2 separate regions of the Sus scrofa genome follow, and region 1 is linked to region 2. A link is a contact called in public Hi-C data. All regions are on one chromosome and are shown on one strand. Each heading gives the region's core, a stretch centred on a gene start, on an enhancer-like site or on the middle of the called end of the contact. The rest is flanking DNA. Distances are from core to core; before and after follow the strand shown.

The links. Hi-C and Micro-C count contacts between places; a contact is called where the count stands out from the background.
Region 1: a Hi-C map of skeletal muscle shows a contact between it and region 2, with 3 times the contacts expected there. The contact joins two enhancer-like sites. A contact is called at or near these places in 12 of 47 Hi-C or Micro-C datasets (alveolar macrophages, brain, embryonic fibroblasts and 7 more) and 1 of 2 datasets of contacts at active chromatin or transcription factors (skeletal muscle).

What each region holds. Positions count from the first base shown.
Region 1 is chr13:99,612,264-99,615,342 of Sscrofa11.1, forward strand. The region is part of intron 7 of LOC100514494 (schwannomin-interacting protein 1); the gene reads left to right. Among named protein-coding and RNA genes, the nearest start is that of IL12A, 120 kb to the right of the region's middle. Within about 2 kb of position 1,263, at least 34 of the 83 cell types and tissues checked have an H3K27ac peak or open chromatin away from gene starts, as enhancers often do. A contact at or near this core is called in fetal skeletal muscle and skeletal muscle, where this site is marked.
Region 2 is chr13:99,571,313-99,574,142 of Sscrofa11.1, forward strand. The region is part of intron 6 of LOC100514494 (schwannomin-interacting protein 1); the gene reads left to right. Among named protein-coding and RNA genes, the nearest start is that of IL12A, 160 kb to the right of the region's middle. Within about 2 kb of position 1,304, at least 7 of the 83 cell types and tissues checked have an H3K27ac peak or open chromatin away from gene starts, as enhancers often do. A contact at or near this core is called in fetal skeletal muscle and skeletal muscle, where this site is marked.

The DNA.
Region 1 (3,079 bases), core at 13-2,512, 41 kb after region 2:
TCAGTGGGTTAAGGACCTGGCGTTGCCATGAGCTGTGGTGTAGGTTGCAGACACGGCTCGGATCCTGCGTTGCTGTGGCTCTGGTGCAGGCCGGCAGCTACAGCTCCGATTAGACCCCTAGCCTGGGAACCTCCATATGCCGTGAGAGCGGCCCCAGAAATGGCAAAAAGACAAAAAAAAAAAAAAAAAAAAAGTGATGAAAGCAGTGGTTCAGTGTTCAAGAGAGTAAAAGAATTTGCAATTAAGATTTTCACCAAATCCAACCATACCCCTCAAAAATATCCACAGGCAGAGAGTCTTCAACTGCCATATCTTTTTTCTTTCCTTTTTTTTTTTTTTTTTTTTTTTGCTTTTTAGGGCCGCACCTGCGACATATGGAAGTTCCCAGGCTAGGGGTCAAATGAGAGCTGTAGCTGCTGGCTTACACCACAGCCATAGCAACTCGGGATCTGAGCCGCATCTGCTACCTACACCACAGCTTATGGCAATGCTGAATCCCCGACCCACTGAACGAGGCCAGGGATCTAACCTGCATCCTAATAGATACTAGTCAGATTCATTTCCACTACGCCACGACAGGAACTCCCTTCACCTGCTCTATCTTTACCCCAGCTTCATGGACTTTGTCACAGGTCCAGGAGAGGATAAGCCGAACTTCAGCTCCCGCAGCTAAAACTCATCAGCAGGTCAGGCAGATACAAGTTTAAACTCTGGTGCTGAGCAGAATAAATAGGAAGATTGGCCTTGAACACACAGTGAAAAGTATATCAGTTGCTTTGGAGTCTATTATCTGTACAGATCTGAAAAGGAGAATGGGATTGAAACTGGGCTGGGGGATGTCAGCAGTTGAATCAGAGAGTCCATCCACAGAAATGTTCACTTAAAAGGAAATATGTTTCTTACTGCCCTCTAAAAGGCTCTCCCACCCCCAACCCCCTGCCAAAAACGAAAGCCCAGCCTGACTCATGTGTGAGTCATGGTCCCTGCATAGACGCCATCTGAGTCAGACACGCAGCCACCCTCTCCTAGCTGTCAAACATTTAGTCCTACTCACCTTTCTCCAACGCACCAGCGCTAATCAATTCGCCAATTTTCTCTCCTTTTCCTTTTTTCATTTCTGCTAAATGCCTACACACAGCAACTCAGAGGCACTCAAAAGAAAAAAACTCAGAAACAGCTGAATTTCTTCCACCAAAAAATACCTAGGTATATTTCCTGCCACTTTTTCTGTACAGATATACCCACATTCTTGTTTACAGAGTTGGAGTCATGCTATACCTGTTGTTCTATAGCTTGGTTTTTGTTTTCGTTTTTGACTTAATACTATGTCAGGAACATTTGCCCGTATTCATAACTGTTCCATTGTATATATTTTTACTATATGTATAGTGGCCCATCATATATTTCAGCAAATGTACTTAATCTATCTCATTGTTAGAATTTGGGGTTGTTTCCAGTTTTTTGTTTTCTTTTTGTTTTGCTTTTTTTCCCCTCATCTTTTCATTCTTCCATTCATGAATTTATTCTATCCTTCTTAAAGTGCCCTGGCTTCTCACCACACTCTCTTAGAATAAAATGCCAGCTTTGGAGTTCCCGTCGTGGCGCAGTGGTTAACGAATCCGACTAGGAACCAGGAGGTTGCAGGTTCAGTCCCTGCCCTTGCTCAGTGGGTTAATGATCCGGCGTTGCCATGAGCTGTGGTGTAGGTTGCAGACGCTGCTCAGATCCCGCGTTGCTGTGGCTCTGATGTAGGCTGGTGGCTACTACAGCTCCGATTCGACCCCTAGCCTGGGAACCTCCAGCGGCCCAAGAAATAGCAAAAAAAGTTAAATAAATAAATAAAATTATTAAAAGAAAAAAAAAATGCCAGCTTTGTGACCTTGTGTAATTTAGCCTCTGATCCTTAGTTTTCTCACATGTAAAATTTCTCTTAGTTCTCTCACATAATACTTACTTTATGTGTGTCTGTGAATTAGAGATAATATATATAAAGTGCCTACAACATAGTAGATGTTCAAAAAGGGTAACTTTTTATTTCAGAATGTAGATTGCCTAGGAATGTAGATTGCTTTAAAATGAAAGTAGACCACATTAGACCCTAACCCTAACTTTTATTCCATCGTTATTCTAGTATCAGAAGAGGCCTCATTCTGATACTTTCATGCCAAAAGTATTTCTGGTGAAAATGCATTTTTTAACATTAAGATCCGATGATTCCAAATTTAATTGTATGTAAGTGGCCATTAGTGAAGAAACTGGACACTGATGTGGAATTAGAACCAGCAGCTGTCTGAGGAATGCAAGTATTTATAGCTCCCTGGAGAACTGGGTCGGGCTACAGGGGCTGCTGCTTCACCAGAGAAAAGCTGGTGAGTGCTAGTCCGCTGTTCTGTCTGTTTCTTAAGTAGTGGGAGATTCTGTGGCCCTGTGGAGTTGGATGCCTGCCAGCCCGCCTATGAATGTGTACAGATGAAGGCCCAGAACTACCGAGCCTTAGAAAAGGGAGCAGAAAAAAAGGATATGCAGGATTGGGAGAAGACACCCTAGAGAGGGCCATTTATACCCCAGCCACCTCGGAGCTGCCTTCCTTGGCTTTTGCTGAGGAAGCCGAAAGCCTGATTCCTGTAAGCTGTGGGGTCAGGACAGGACATGCAGAGGCATGATGTCCACCTTTTCCCCAGTCCTCTCTTTAGCACAGAGTTTGAAACTGTCCTTAAATTCTCGGGGCACATTCTGGAGGGCCGGCTTGCCATTCTTTTGCATTTGCTTCTTCCAGTCCCAGTGCGCCAGAACTCCTTTCTTCTGCAGTTAATTCCCTGCTCTTTCACACTTCTTAGTTAACACCTTACTTACTAATTAATGTCCAGGTAGTGAAAGTATTGCTTTTCTCATACGTAAGATAGGGAGTGTCTAGTCAGTGTTTTTGAGTTCTCTTCCAATGCTCTATATATTCTGTATTTCTGTTTGTGTATTATGATTTGATAATCCAAGCATTTGGTACCTGTTAGAAGACCTGGTTTCTATTCCTGGATCAACTTAATATATGGGTTGATGCATCATCCACTTAACGAACTATAAT
Region 2 (2,830 bases), core at 54-2,553:
TTATTTCTCCAAGTCTAGTGGCCCTCATTTAGCATTTTTTTATATTAAAAACATAGAAGATCCAGATGGTTTTTTTCCCCTTATTTTGATGCCTTTTTTGCTGCTGCTAGAGGATTTATGTTCCTGGGCATGTCAACTTTCTGAGGCCTCAGTTTCAATATCTGGAAATAAAACAGTTTATCTGTTGAGGTCCCATCTAAATCTGAAACTCAGGGAGTTCCTATCGTGGCACAGTGGAAACAAATCCGACTAGGAACCATGAGGTTGCAGGTTCGATCCCTGGCCTTGCTCAGTGGGTTAAGGATCCGACGTTGCCATGAGCTGTGGTGTAGATCACAGATCCGGCTCAGATCTGGCGTTGTTGTGGCTGTGGTGTAGACCAGCAGCTGCAGCTCTGATTCGACCCCTAGCCTAGGAACCTACATAAGTCACAGGTGTGGCCCTAAAAAGGCACACGCACATGCACAAAAATCTGAAACCCAGTACTTTTTATGGGAAGAAGAGTTGTGAAGCTCTGAGAAGAAAAAAGAATCTGTATGCTTTGTAGGCATACTATTTCATCAATATTTTTTAGTCCAAAAATAACAAATGTTACTGTAACTTGGTAAATTATTCTAGCTAAAATGTTCTTGGAACAGCTGGTTTCTGTTTAAAGTTTTTTGTACTAGCAAATCATAATTTAAATTATAACACAAAGTCCTTTCCAATGAATGACTGTAAAGGAAAGCTTGCTTGATACAGTCCCCCCTTTTTTTTAATCCTGTTTATACCGCTTGAGAGGGTTTTTTGACAGGATTTGGGATACAATTGTCAGAAATCTGTTTTCCCCAGAGCCACCTATGAGTCACTTCCGCTATTTATGGAACAGCAACTGTGAAGAGTGGGATCATGTTTAGGCTTTTTTTTTTTTTTTTTTTTTTTTTTAACAACACATGATAAATGTCTTTAGGAGTTTATGTAATATATCCCAGAGCCTTTAGTTTGCAAAAGAGAACAGAGTCTAGGAAGCAACTTTTTAGGCTTTATACAGCCTGAAAGTGTGTTCTTGAGTCTTTAGGTCACAGATTGTCAAACTAGTAACTTGAGTAAAGTTTTAACAACCTTTGAAGTAAAGCTGTTTTGTCTTGGAGGGTTGGGATTATGCCTTCTTATTAGGCATAAGATTTCCGCATCTTATTTGCTACCTTGCAAAAGGAACTTTTACTTTGGTTTACTTTTTCTTTGCACATACTTAGGATTCCAGAGCCTTCATCTGGGCAGTGGTATAGCAAGGCACTCCACAAAGAAGCCTCTGTCCCTGTCTCTATCCTCTATGGATTACTCAGTAAGGAGGGGTGGAATTTGGGATGGGGATGTGTTGCATATTGTTTGCTTTTGCTAAACAGCTTCTGTCCTCTTTTCTTTATCCTCTGTTTAAGCAGATTCATGATCTAGTTCAGGCTTCTGCTTTGTTCATCAAGCTCTCGTTGCACCACCTGCCAACCAACAGGCCTAAAAAGTCTTGCACATGTTAGATGGCCTAGCTCCTCTCTTCCAAGGAGAAGGGCCATGAGCTTTGCAGGATGCATGTCCAGAGCGCTTTTCCTTTGAACCTCGTGGACCAGTGCTGAAATACAAGCCTGTGGGGTCATCAGCTGGGCCTTCCCTGCTCCTTTTTCACTGTTGTAACCAGGGAGCTGAAGCCAGGCTTATGAGTGTGTTTCTGGAGTTGAACTCAGGTAGCCAACTTTTCTCCCATCGGAATCTCAAGTCATGAAAATTAAGAATATTTAGAAAAAAATAGGCTTTTCTCTTTCCAAGCAAGAGACGTTGTTAGAAAATTTAAAATATATTACCAAATAATCCTAACACAAACTCTCAGCATTTCTTAAGATTGAGCTTGATAGGAAAACTTGTTGAACATGTTGATTCCATTCATCAAGCAAAAAGTACTTTTTTTCCTCTCTCTGTAGCAAATGATGACTTTGCAGTTATTAATAAGATTTGGATATATTAAAATAGCGGAAGAATAATATCTCTATTGAATTTTTTTAATTTGATGGGTTAAATTCAGTCAAGATTTTATTGAGTAACATTTCCTCAGCGTCATTTTATTAAGAAAGGACAAAATGAGTTGCCTATGGCAACTGAGGAATATACATAAGGAAATTTAATTGTGTTCATTTTAAAATTTTTCTATCATTAAATTAGCTCCAAAAATATAGGCCTAGTTGTTCTCCTTTATATATATAAAAACCTAGAATGGCTCTGAAGTATTTCAGAAATCGGCTTCTCTTTTTCCCGGAAACGTGTATGGTCCAGCTTGTATGTCTTTCGATTACTCTCTGCAAGTCCAGAATCCTCTCCATTACTGTCTCTTAGGTGGAATGCTCTGTCTCTAGGATCATATGTCCTAAATTGGGGGAGTCTATATATTCAAGTCACAGCATGATATGTGGTCTTACTTTCAAAAAAACTTGCAGGTTAGTTTCATTTTCATGGAAATAGTGAATTATACTTACTTTAATACTTTAATAAGCTCTCTCCATAAAAAATTATAGGAATGATTATTTCATCTTATTTCTGTTTGACTCAAAAAGCCACTAAGAGCCAAAAATAAGAGGGAAGTCAAACGAATTACAAAATACTATTTTTTTAAAGAGTAAAGACCCCTCCTTTTAGTCATAAAGTTAACAAACGCTTTAAGCACTCAACACAGAGAACGTCTCTTACGTGTCCATATTCAGAATGGATTGTTTTCCCTTTCACACGTTAAAAGTTCTGAAATGATCCTTAAGGCCTCTCTTTCCATAAGCACTATATGCAAGCAGCATCTGTGGGCAGGAAGGAT